Linked DNA regions of Sus scrofa: region 1 is linked to region 2. A link is a contact called in public HiChIP or PLAC-seq data. All regions are on one chromosome and are shown on one strand. Each heading gives the region's core, a stretch centred on a gene start, on an enhancer-like site or on the middle of the called end of the contact. The rest is flanking DNA. Distances are from core to core; before and after follow the strand shown. Region 1 holds the start of NEK6 (serine/threonine-protein kinase Nek6). Region 2 has its middle 34 kb from the start of NEK6.

Region 1 (6,575 bases), core at 3,387-5,886, 35 kb after region 2:
GGGATACCCATTATCATGGCCAATGCGTAGGTGACAAGTGCATACCTCAGTGTCCTACCGAGACGACCAGTTATTGACACACCTGGCCAGTTATTGTTTCATTTGGCATGAGTAACAGGGTGGCCATATAATTTATTGTCCAATCCAGGACACTTCTGAGCCTGGAAGGGGACCCCATCATTGTTGCTAGGACAGTAGACATGACCCGAGACTGCCTTGGGCGCACAGGACCTTCTGGTCACACCCTGAATCTTGTGTCTTCCCTGTGCCAGGCTCTGGGCAGCTGCAGAAGGCCCTGGCCAATTCATCCCTGAAGAGGAGAGAAGAGACGCCACAGCCAGAAAGTCTCGCTCAGCTCAGTGTCAGGAGGGCACAGGCATCCAGAAAGTAAACCAGGGCCAAAGTCCCAGCGTTTCATGAGGTTATGAGAATCCTTTGGAGGCCCGAATAACATTCCTGCACTTCCCCATCTCCATGCCTGATGCCTCTCAGCAGCCACAAAGACCAGCCCTTTGATGCAGGGGCACCGTGGTTTTAAGGGTTCAGTAATAGCAGTCTCTGAGTCTCAGTTTGCTCATCGGCAAAATGGGCAACCATCACTACCTCACAGTGTGACGGAGGAGGTCGATTAAGCAATCCTACGTGAAAGGTACAGTTCTCATTCCGAGTCCAGATTTGAATCTGTTGAAATGCCAAGTATTGGAGGGCGGTGGCAGGAACGGCAGGGAGGGAAGGGCAGCGCTGAGGTGGGAGGGAGCTTTGACTCAATCCTGCCCTTTTCCCCAGCAGGCTGGGTCTGCTGCTCCTGAAAAGCCCCGTAAAGTCTTGTGAAAGTTCTTGGTCAGATACACACACATCAGAATGTGGGGACAAGCCCAGCAGACAAGGGGCCCCAATTTCATAAAAGTAAAATCTGAATCCCCCAATGCAATGACCTTTGCAATCAACCAGAATGACCCTAAAGTTAATCATCTAAATCCAGACCCCCTTTTTTTTTTTTTGCTTTTTTACTTTTTAGGACCACACCCGAGGCACATGGAAGTTCCCAGGCTAGGGGTGGAATCAGAGCTGCAGCTGCCAGCCTACACCACAGCCACAGCAACAGGGGATCCAAGCTGCATCTGTGATCCACACCACAGCTCACGGCAATGCCAGATCCTTAACCCACTGAGAGAGGCCAGGGATTGAACCCACATCCTCATGGCTACTAGTTGGGTTTGCCACCTGCTGAGCCACAACAGAAACTCCTGCAAACACTTCTGGAGTGAAAAGGAATGCTGTTTACAATCACACCCAGGAGTTCCCGTTGTGGCTCAGTGGTTAACGAATCTGACTAGGAACCATGAGGTTGCAGGTTCGATCTCTGACTGGCCTTGCTCAGCAGGTTAAGGATTCGGCGTTGCTGTGGGCTGTGGTGTAGGTCGCAGACGCGGCTCGGATCCCGCATTGCTGTGGTTCTGGCATAGGCTGGTGGCTACAGCTCTGATTAGACCCCTAGCCTGGGAACTTCCATGTGCCGCGGGAGCGGCCCTAGAAAAGGCAAAAAGACAAATAATAATAATAATAATAATAATCACACCCAGACGACCCGTACAAATGAGAGTTGCTGGGAAAACCCAGAGCATCTTCTACAAATGCCCATCAAGGGGAAACCCATCAAGGACCTTTTGGACATAGGGCTTTCAAAGAACCAATCTGATGCTGATATTTCACGCCTCCTTCTCCCCGTCCCCCTCCCGATGCCACTCCCCCCAAATACTGACAACCATACAGGCTTTGGGTCAACCCCGGGTTCCATTCCAGGCTGTCTTCAAACCACGTTACTCCTCTGAGCCTCAGCTTCTTTATCTGTAAAACAGCAATCCTGACCCCCACCTCGAGGGATGCTGGGAGGATGAAAAGCCTCAAGCAGAGCCAGGCACAGACAAGGTGCCCCACAAGAGAAGGTCCTCTCCCCCTAATGCAGAGAGATAATGAAACACAGCCTTAAGCCTGAAACTCTTAGGGGTGAACAGAGAGTCCTTCTCCCAGATCGGATTCACAAATGCCACCGTGGGAGGAAGCATCAGGCACTGTGCGCGGGGAGACATTGATTCTAATTCTGGGAGTCTTTTTGCAAAGCACCTCTTCACGGTGACTCATCCGGGGACTCGAAGAAAAAAATCCTTTGCGTTAAAAACAAAAGTTGAATGGGGCTCAGGTTGTATTGTACCAATTCTCTCTACCCACCACTGCCCTGGCCAGGGTGGTGCCGGTAGTGCAGGGATTGTGCTGGGTCTCTGGGCAGAATTTAACCTGATTTCCCCCTTCCCCCCCCCCCCCCCCCCGCCCCAGCACATCACCAGGGACCTGGGACCAGGCCAGAGGGAAGGAAGTAGGCGATAAGGAAGAGGAAGGCCGGGAAAACCGGGTGGGGATAACTCCCCGTGCCCTCAGTCCTGCTGCCCTACCCTCCTGTCTCTAGAAGCCTATAGCAGATGTCCCAGCCCCTCCGGTCCCTAAATTATAGTCCCAGAGGGAGGGAAGGGCTGGCCAGGACATCTTCATTTCCCTAACACGCAGCAGCAGCCAACAGCTGGCCTGCAGCCAGCCTCGTCTCTGCTGATGGTGGCTAGCTGTGTGACCTGTAGCATATCTCTTGACCTCTCTGAGCCTCAGTTTCCGAACTGGCAAATGAAGACCTTGGGAGTGCCTGTTTCAGGGGCTCTGTGAAGCTGAGAATGGGCTTTGCACATGGCAGATTCTTACACAGATATGGGGGGGGGTGCTTCTTTTCTCAGTGGTCTGGAGCTGCTCCCGAAGTTTCCTTCAGACAGGAATGTTGGTGCTTGCTCTGTAGCGTACCAGGATGGTTCTCAGAGCATGGGGCCTGTCCTGCACACAGACGTCCTCTTCCCCCAGTCCTTCCTATAGGCCTCTGTTCAAATACCACCTCATCCGAGAGGCCTTCTCCCAGTAACCTCTATGAAAAGTCACTCCTGGGCTCTCCTCTCACTTCCCTGCTTTATTTTCTCCACCAAACCTACTTTCCCTGCCATCCCCAGATACTTTTCCTCCCCCTAACCCTCACCCCCAGATTGAAGCCCCAAGAGAGTCCGGACTATATTTTCTTCATGACTGTATCCCAGCGCCTAGAATAGTAGAAGGCGCTTGGAGATATGTGCCGAGTGAATGAGTGAATGAATGAATGTTTGCTGCACAAACACAGCCAATAGCACCCATCTGCTAGGTCAGGTCACAGTCCCGGGCACAGGGGGATGCCCACTGGGCCCCACTATCTCCAAATTTTGATTTTTTCCTATTATTTCATGCACCGTTTATTTCTTATATTTAACTCTTCAATTTAGCTGGCATTCATTATAAAGTATATCATGTGATGTGAGGTTGTAAATAGATCCCCAACTAACCAGTTTGCAGAATGATCTGTCTCATCGGGGTTGGTTTGTGGGAGGGCTGTTTCCTCTTATATCAGCAGTCGGCCCCTCCTTATATCAGCAGCACAGAGCTGATCTGTTCACCATCTAGATTAGGGACATAGACACTGGAATCAGACAATCTGTGGTCCAACTGCTAGCTCGACCACTTACCAGCTGGGTGCCTTTGGGCAAGAGACTTTGCTTTTCTAAGCATCGTTTCTAGGCCTCGTTTACCCCATCTGCAAAATGGGCTCAAAAGCAGCTTAAAGCCTTCTTCATAGAATGGCTGTGGGACCGAATGGCACCAGCCAGGCAGAGTGTGCAGCCATGAGTCTGGCACACAGTGGGTGTTCAGTTGGTGTCGTTATTGTCATAGATCACAGCCACTTGAAACATGGTCACTCACTGGGCAAACAAGGCCCAGTGGGCATCCCCCTGTGCCCAGGACCGTGCCCTGACCAAGCTGGGCAGCTGGCAGGCAGTCAGCGTCAGTCTCTGGTTCCTGCCCTCCTTGGGGACACAGCACAGTTTTGCACGTGAGGAGAAGCATCAGCAAGTGTGGATGCAATAACTGTCTGAGCCAGGAGGGTCCCCTTTTTTGGGGGGTGGGGGCCCTTCTAGGAAGTGAAGCAGGGAACTGAGCTGCTGCCTTTGGGCCCCCATGTGGACTCTGTCTCCTTAGAGGGGGTGATAAGCATTCCTCAGTAGAATCTTCTTCCAGAAACGTCTGCACACTGACACTTACCGGTCTTGGGGTTCACAGGAATTGGGGAGCTCCAGACAAGAGACGTTGGCCCCTGAGAGCAGGGACCAGCACCTTCACACATCGAGATACCCTTGGAGCTTATTTCAGCGGCTCATTCAGCAGGCGCAAAATAAGTGCTTGTTGATGAGCCGAGATCCACATGACCAGGGCTATGGTGGGAGCAATGTCGGGGGAAGGGTACCCAAAGAGGCGTGGCAGGGGTCCAGGGGGGTTGACTGGCTGCAGACGCTAATCCTAAATGTCTAGAGCTTGAGAAGGAGACATGTTAGGCCTGACTCGCTGGGTGAGTCTGGGCCTCAGTTTCCCCAGCTTGAAAATGGGGAGGGGGTCCTCAGCTAAGCGGGCTTGGGAGAGTGGGAGATCCGCGCGTGGAGAGGGCGCCGCCCCGTCGCCCCCCGAGCCTGCGTGGCGGCAGCGCGCACGAGCGCAGGGGGCGGCGCGGCCCCGCGGCGGGGAGGGCGGGAGCGCGCACGCGGGCCCGCGCAGGCGGCGGCGGAACCCAGCGGACCAGCGTGCGGCCGCGGCGCCGCCAACTCGTGTGGGACCCACTGCTCCTGCCGGCCGCCCGCCGGTCCGTGCGCGGGTCCTTCAGCCCGCAGCCGAGCCCGCCTGCGAGCCGGTGAGTGACCTGGGGCCGGGGCCCGGCCGGATCGGACCGGCGCGGGCCGGGAAAGGGGCGGGGGCCGGGCGGCGGGGCAGTCACCCACACCCGGGCCGAGCAGGGGGGTGCGCGCGCCCGCGCGCGCGCCCGAGGCTCCGCGGGGGAGAGCTGGCGGGTGTGCACGCGGGAGGTCGGGGCGCGCGTGAGCCTTGAGTGTGTCCCGGGCCGTGCGTCGGAGCGTGCGTGGGCGGCGTGTCCATCTGTCCCTCCGGGTGTGTTCGCAGGAGTGTGCGCGTGCCTGTGGCCGAGTTGGTGCGTGTGCACATGGGAGCGTTGTGATCGTGGGGTTTGGTGTGAATGAGTGCGGGGCGAGTGGGCATGGCTGCCATTTGTCCATTTATTGAGTGTTTACTATGTGCCAAATGCTTCTTGTGGGATCTCATTTTTGTGACGGAGAACGTGTGGGTTCTGGGGCTATGTGTGCGCACACACACGAGTGAGTGCCCACAAGTGATTTGTGTGCGGACTTAGGAGCCCATGAGGACAAAAGTGTGCACATGTGGCTGTGAGCGTGTACTTTGTGTACAGGAGTGTTCAAGTATGTTTACTCTGGGGGCTGAGGGTCCCCTTTGCGCCCCCCAGGCTTACTGTGTGATGAGCTGGTGGAGAAGCAGGCCCGGCCTGAGCACCCAGTGGGTGCTGGGCCTTGTTTGGTGAAGGAGAGGCCAGAGGTCACATTGCAGAGCCCAGCGGGGCCTGGGTAGGGCCACTGGCAGGCCCCTCCGTGGGGCTGTGGTGGGCCTGGTGGAGCTGCTTAGCTTGGCCCTGGAGGACTTGGATTCATTTTCCTAAATACTCTTCTGGGTCTCCTGGCTTTGTTCTTGCCCCTTTCTGGCCCTGGTGAATTTTAACCCTTTCCCCAGGCCTGGGGTGTGGCTGACCCTGGGGAGACCAGGGGCCCAGAGACACTTGGCTGTATTATCTAGGGGTCTCTCTCTGCCTGCCTTGCAGAGTAGATAGATACTCATCTGATTCTTTGTATCAAGCCTGAGCACCAAGTATGAGCCCCCAAGACAGTAAATTGATCACAGCAGGCTTGGGACACTGTTTTCCAGGGTCTGTCCTTGCAGTTTTGACTGACAGGTTTTTTTTTGGTGTGTGTGCTTTATAAATGTTGGAAATCTCTGCAGTCGAAAGTCTTAATTGCTTTAAGGCAAACTTTAGAAACTCTGGAGCGCCCTAGTTCCTCTGGATTGTCAAAATTCAACCTGCCTTTCTGAGGGGAACATGTCGTCTTAGGAGCTCAGTGTGTGCGCAGGCGAACCTTGGAGGCACATTTAAAAACCGTGGCGTTAATGGAAGAAGAATTTCATTGAAAGGGATGCAGAGCCGGCTGGAAGCGCCTGTTCCCAACGCCCTGCAGTTTACGGAGTGAACTTTGGATGTCTTCGTTTCGCAAACAAAAGCTGGAAGGAAACAAAAAAGCCCCATGTTCTTTTTCTTTGGGGTCCTAAAAAAAAATGAAAGGAAAAAAAACCCCAAACCCACCTCTGGGTGTGCTGGAAATGCTGCCTCCCTTCCCCCAGCAAGGCCAGGCCCTCCTCCCTCAATCCCCCACCCCCAAATAAAATATGCCTGCGGGGAGCCATGAATGAGTCACTCCCTGGCAGAGAGCCCCACGGGCAAACATTTGGGAAGGTTCTTGCCTAACTTCCCAGAAGAAAGGCCCAGGATTTAAAATGGTCCCTGTGGTTTGTCAGCCTCTGCCGTCCCGTCTGCTTCGGAAATGACT
Region 2 (6,442 bases), core at 1,448-3,947:
AAGGCTCAGAGAAGAGGACCAGCTTCCTTAAGCTCACACCGTCAGGCAATGGCCAAGCTGAGACGGCAACCCAGGTCTGACCCCACAGGTGGGTCATTTCACCAGGTGCCATCCTCTTAGACTAGGATGCAAATGGTGCCCCCGGAGTAACACGACAGACACATGTGCACCAAGAAGGCTGCACTGATGCTAAGGAAGCTTAACTCTCAGGCTGGCCTCCGCCCGCTTGCTGGAGTAGCTGGGAGCTACAGGGAGCTCTAAGGGGAGAGAGAAAGCCAGGTTGCCATCAGGAAATATTTCGTGTAAACATTTCTGGTAAACTGTGTGAAGAGATTTTAGAAATATCCGGAGTTCCTGTTGTGGCGCAGTGGTTAACGAATCTGACTAGGAACCATGAGGTTGTGGGTTCGGTCCCTGCCCTTGCTCAGTGGGTTGACGATCTAGCAACTTGCCGTGAGCTGTGGTGTAGGTCACAGACGGGGCTCGGATCCCGCGTTGCTGTGGCTCTGGCGGAGGCCGGTGGCTACAGCTCTGATTCAACCCCTAGCCTGGGAACCTCCATATGCCGCAGAAGCAGCCCAAGAAATGGCAAAAAGACAAAAAAAAAAAAAAAAAAAAAGAAAAGAAATATCCCTAAGGCTTCGATACAGAGCTGGGTTTTCTGTTCATGGATCTGCCCCCGCCAACCCCACCCATCACCCAGTTGACTGCCAACTCCCCATGCGCAGAGACCAAACCTTGATTTCTTTGTCCACTGGAGACTGCCTAGTAGGCAGGAGGCGAGGACAGATTTGTAAAGTGAGGGAAGGAATGAATGAAGATGTCCCTTCAATGCCATCAAAAAATATGAATGGCATAATTTCAGCTTAAAGATTCTAGGTCAGCTCCCTCTGTGCCAGCCTGTACAGGTGCTGGGGGTGAGCGACCATTTGGACAGAGTCCAGCTCAGGCCAGTGTCTGACAAGAAGGCCCAGGAGCCTGCCCCTCCCTACCCTCCACAGAGGCAGGACCCCAGCCCTGTAGGCCTGGGCCCAGGAATGCCCCTTCTGGCCATTTTTTCCCCCTGTGTTCTTTTTCTTTTTACAGCTACATCTGCAGCATATGAAAATCCCCAGGCTCGAGGTCAAATTGGAACTGTAGCTGAGGCCTACACCACAGCCACAGCAACGTCGGATCCAAGCTGCCTCTGTGACCTACACCACAGCTTGCGGCAACACTGGATCCCTCACCCAACGAGCGAGGCTGGGGATCGAACCCACATCCTGGCAGACACTATGTCGGGGGCTTAACTCGCTGAGCCACAATGGGAACTCCCTCATGGCCTTTCAAGCCCACAAGGAGCAGGCTTCCTTGCTGAAACTGTGGCAGATCAAAAGCCTCCTCCAGCGAAGGAGGAAGTGAAAGTGCTGGACGGGTGAGTCATCGAGGGTCCTGGGAGAGCCCAGGGGTGACAAGGAGGGACAAGCTGGAAGGGAAGAGACGCCAGGGTGAGGAGCCTTCCCAGGACCCGGGAGGGCACCCAAAGGGGAAGGGCCTGAAATCACCTCCCCGCTCCTCCCCAGACACTGGGTCTTCAGCCTGGAGATGAGAACCTGCGGGAGATACCATCCCCCTGCCGTGTCTCTGAGGGCAGTTACGGGACATTTCCCAGACAGGGAAGTCACAGAGGCCACCGCCCGCCATCGGGGCCGATGCGAGGATGTCTTCTAGAGGTCACGACGGCCAATGGCAAGCAAGGCAGTGCAGTGAGGTGGTTAGGGCGTGGGCTCTGGGTTTGAATCTCCAGCTTTGCCCCTCACGAGCTGCACGACCTCAGGCAAACGGCTTCCCCTCTCCAGACCCGCTGCTTCCTCTTCTGTAAAGTGGGTTCCGTAACCTAAGATTAGTGTGACATTAACACACAGAAGAAGCACAGAAAAAGGCCTGGTCCAGGGAACCCTGTAATAGCTGATGACAACTGTATCAGGCAGTGCTTCCTTGGGAACCACTCTAGGTTTTAATACAGGAACGGGTGTCTCAAGCCTAGAAGCCCCGAGAAACTAGACAAGGGATACTGCTGCTGCCCAGAGATCAGTGACATCAGGAAGACTGGAGGCCGGCCGGAGGAGGTGGCTTATCAGAGTGGAACAGGAGAGTAGAGAGAATCCACATGACAGCGGTGATGGGCTGTGGGCCAAGGAGGGCGAGGAGAGAGCCCGAGGGCCAGGCAGAGAACAAAGGGGTGCAAGAGCATGCCCCCGACTCGGCGGACCTCAGTCCTGTTCTGCTTTCTCATGGCATCATCATCCTTTACTCGCATCACCTCTCCAAGCCTTTAATTTCCTCACTTGTAAAACCAAAATCAAAACAACACATAACAGCAGCAAACACTTATGTCAACTTCGGTGCTCACAACGGTCCCGTGAAGCAGGTACTACTATCGCTATTGCACCCATTTTACAGATGAGGAAATGCGGCACAGAGAAAATCCGTCACACAGCCAGGATGCGACATGTGCAGCTGGGCTCCAAAGTCCCACTCTTAGCCACCACGCCATGCTCCCTAGTCTCACCATCAGTGGCTCTTTTCCCCCCTGGCCTCCCTCGTTTCAATGCCTCTCTCCATCTCAGAATTTTGCCCAGAGCCCAGCCCAGGCTGATCATCACCATCTGCTCCCAACAGTGGCACCTGATCCCTGACTCATCACTTTTCCCCTAGGCTCGGGTCTGTGGCGTAACTCCGATGTGGGTGTGAGTCCCGGCTCTGCCATTTTCCAGCTGGGTGGCCTGGGAGAAGCCACTTCCCTTCCGAAAGCCTTGGTTTCCTCAACCACAGCCTGGAGAACCTTGTCCTGAGTTGGCTGGGCTGTGGTGGGGATAGCAGAAAGCCACACATTCTTCGCCGGAGCCTGTGGCACAGGGAAGGATGTGTGTGTGCTGTCCATCAGACTCTTATCAAAAGTTAATCATATCCACAGTCCTGGGGATGGAGCCAAGTATTTCTTTACTTTTCCCTCCACGTCCTCTACAGAGTGCATCATGGGAAAGCATGCTGGGCATGGCCCGTGTGCTTTCAAACACGACCGCTCATCTCCTGCAAACTGCTTTTCCCAGGCTTCCTGCTAAGTTGAGCCAATGGGAAGTTCTGGTGGGAGACTGGAGGGTGGGAGAAGCCAGGGTTTTCCCCACCTGCTTCTCTGCTTAGTGGAGGTTGCCAGGGCAGGGGGCATGTCGTCTTTCCAGCACTGGCTGCTGTCTTTTGTGTCTTTAGCGCCCGCAGAATCACCCATTCCTCTGTAGCTCAGGCTGGCGAGTGTCTCCTGCAGTGATTCAAACCACATGTGGGCAGTATCCTTGCCTGCATTTGTCCCTCCAGCCCAGGAGAGGCAGCTACTTCTGCCGTTGCCCCAACTGGATTGCCTCCCCGTTTGCTTTTTGGTTTTTCAGCCTTTCCCCCTTCTGTGCAATCAGTGCCCTGCATTAAAATTCCTCTGTTTGAAATACCTAGAGTGGTTCCTCTGTTTTTCTGACTGGCCCTGACTCTTACAGCAGGCATCCAGAACTTTCCTTCCTGTAGAATTTCCTCCCTCTTCTCCAAGCTCAGAGTCTTCATCCTGGAGGGTGGGAGTCAGACCTCTTGGGGCATGTGACAGGGCTCCTTCTAGCTCTTTGCAGTGAACCTGCTCCAAGGCAAACAAAGCTTTCTTGTGGTAACACTGTCTCCTGCAGCATAGATGGAGTGTGTTATGTGCAGTGAGGCTGTCTCCTTACTGTGCCTTCCCAGAGGCTCACTTGCACAAAGTCAGGGGAAAGAAGAAAGCAGTGAAGGTGCAAAGAAATCCCCAACCTGCCACACTTGCAGAGGGTCTGGACCAAGCAGGCATTTAACAAGCCTATCCCTTTTTTTTTTTTTTTTTTTTTTTATTTTAGGGCCAAACCAGAGGCATATGGAGGTTCCCAGGTTAGGGGTTGAATCAGAGCTGAAGCCGCTGGCCTACACCGCAGCCACAGCAACACCAGATCCAAGCTGTGTCTGCGACCTACACCACAGTTCATGGCAATGCCCGGTCCTTAACCCATTTAGTGAGGCCAAGGATCAAACTTTCCTCATGGATACTAGTCAGATTTGTTTCTGCTGAGCCACTACAGGAACTTCCTAGCAAGCCTATCTTGTCCTCTTCTTTCAGGGTCGTCCCTAGGACTCAGGCCAAATCTTTGAACTTGAAAAACAGCTCTAAAGGGAATGAAGACATTCTCCAAGCTGGGACAGCTGCCCCAGGACCCCACTCTTTAAGGAACAAGGAGCCAGGGGCAGACTCCTTTGAGGGAGTAGAGAGGTATGGTCTTGCCTCCCCACCAGTGCTGCCGGGACTCCTATTGGGGGCCACTCCTATTGGGGGCCCCCCTCCCTTCTTCTCTTTCAGCGTCCTGGGTGGAGGTCACTCCAGCCAGCCCCCTGCCTCTAGGCCACAGCAGAGGCTGGTCAGATTGGAGGTTCTGGCAGGTCTTGCAGTTTCTTCCTGCTTGGGTCCCATCTCAGGCTCTAGGTCCCATCTCTCACGTGAAAGCCTCCTGCCCCTCACCCAGGGACCAACATAAATTCTAGGATTCCTAGGTTCTCAATTTCCCCATAGTTGCATTTCTTTGGGGTACTTGCACAGGCCCCCACAAAGGTAAGAGGAGCCCCAAACTCCTAACCTCACCCTCCGTTGCTGGTGGGACATGAAAACTGGCTGGAAGCTTGCAGAGTCATTGGCAGACTGCAGAGTGATGGGGCTAAAACATGCAATGAGCTGGAGCAAGGCCCCAGAGTCACATGTCCTGCATGAGCACCTGGATAAGCATCTATCCTTCACGTGAACTCACGGGTACCAAAGAGAGCACACATGTCTACAAACCATCATACCCCCACAGGCTCAGCAGCCAGGGGCTCCCACGTGCACAGACATATGCACACATGCACACCCGTGATGGGCAGACATACCCACCCACCAATGTGCCCACATACACGGGCAGACAGCCACATGCACATTCTTCAGCACCTACGAGTAGCCACAGACCTAAACAGACCTCTGGGGAATCCCGTCCACATGCATAATCTCACATGTATGCAATCTGCTGTCTCATCACATGCATGCAAACAGCACACACACACACACACACACACACACACACACACACACACACACACACACACCGGCTTGCCAAGGTGCCCTCAAACACCTGGACACATTTCACACTGTGGAGGCTGTGCATTTATCCCAAGCACCCATGAGAGCAGAGCCTCGTCCAGACAACCCTCCAGGATTGCTCCCAAGCAGGTGACCTTGTGAATAACCACAGCCGCAGGCACATTGCTGCTGCCTACGTGCACAGGCAGGGCCACACGGGAGCTCCTCCACCGTCCCTGCGGCATGTGTCCTGACCCCCCTTGGTGGGACCCTTCTCAAGGGACCGGGAGCCACTTGGTTGCCTGCGGAACTGAGAAAGCACCCAGCCTGCTCCCCAGCTCTGTCGCCTAAGCTGGGTGGCCTGGGTCCTGGGGGAGGGGGAGGGCTGCTCCCCACCCCACCCCACCCCCCGGGCCTCAAGGTCTGGGGCCAAAGTCTTGTTTGCAGGCGCTGGCCGGAAGTTGCACAACCTGCCCCAGCACCGGAGCCTCCGGCTCATTGTCTCCAGTTTCCCCTTGGCTGCAGGCCCAGGCCCAGCCGACAGACCTGTTTCTCTGGGGGAGGATGGGGACAGTGGCCCCTCTCTCCCTGGCCCTGGGAACTGGCAGCCAAAGAGGACACCACTGGGCCCCAGCTATATGTGCCACCCACCCAAGGCGAAGATGCACAGAACTTGGAACCTAACTTCTCCTTTCCCAGATGAGGAGCTGAAGCCCAGGGAAGGCAGGGGGCTGGCTCTGGGTCACACGGCAACCCGCAGTTCAGCAGGGCTTGCACCCAGGCTAAATTTTCTCTCTAAACCTAAGAAAGATCAGGCAAAAGCTCAGTAGTTCTAAAGCAGATGAGCAGAGCTACTCTGGATTTAGACGGAGGGGACACCAGAGTCTGTCAGTAGAGACCACATTTCATCTCCCAACCCCCACTGCAGCTGAGTTAGTTTATCAAAGATCAGCTTGCTGTATCACTAACTTATTGAGCTAACCAAATTTCTCCCAATTAAAAAACAAACAACTTTTTAGGAGTCCCCATTGCGGCTCAGTGGTAACGAACCCGACTAATATCCATGAGGATGTGGGTTCGATCCCTGGCCTTGCTCAGTGGGTTAAGAATCCGGCATTGCCATGAGCTGTGGTATAGTTCACAGATGCGGCTCAGAACCCATGTTGCTGTGGCTGTGGTGTAGGCCAACAGCTGAAGTCCCCATTTGACCCCTAGCCTGGGAACTTCCATGTGCCACAAATGTGGCCATAAAAAAAAAAAAAAAAAAAAAAAAAAAAAACTTTGGAGTTCCCA

Evidence for each region. HiChIP or PLAC-seq counts read pairs in DNA pulled down with a chosen protein or histone mark.
Region 1: a contact with region 2 is called in an H3K27ac HiChIP or PLAC-seq map of alveolar macrophages. The contact joins the promoter of NEK6 here to the enhancer-like site in region 2. A contact is called at or near these places in 1 of 5 promoter capture datasets (liver), 7 of 47 Hi-C or Micro-C datasets (blood, heart right ventricle, liver and 1 more) and 2 of 2 datasets of contacts at active chromatin or transcription factors (alveolar macrophages and skeletal muscle).

Annotation. Positions count from the first base shown.
Region 1 is chr1:265,073,771-265,080,345 of Sscrofa11.1, forward strand. NEK6 (serine/threonine-protein kinase Nek6) reads left to right here and starts at 4,637. Exons shown (of 10, transcript XM_003122163.5): 1 at 4,637-4,801.
Region 2 is chr1:265,040,989-265,047,430 of Sscrofa11.1, forward strand. No RefSeq gene overlaps it. Among named protein-coding and RNA genes, the nearest start is that of NEK6, 34 kb to the right of the region's middle. Within about 2 kb of position 2,698, at least 22 of the 83 cell types and tissues checked have an H3K27ac peak or open chromatin away from gene starts, as enhancers often do. A contact at or near this core is called in alveolar macrophages, liver and retroperitoneal adipose tissue, where this site is marked.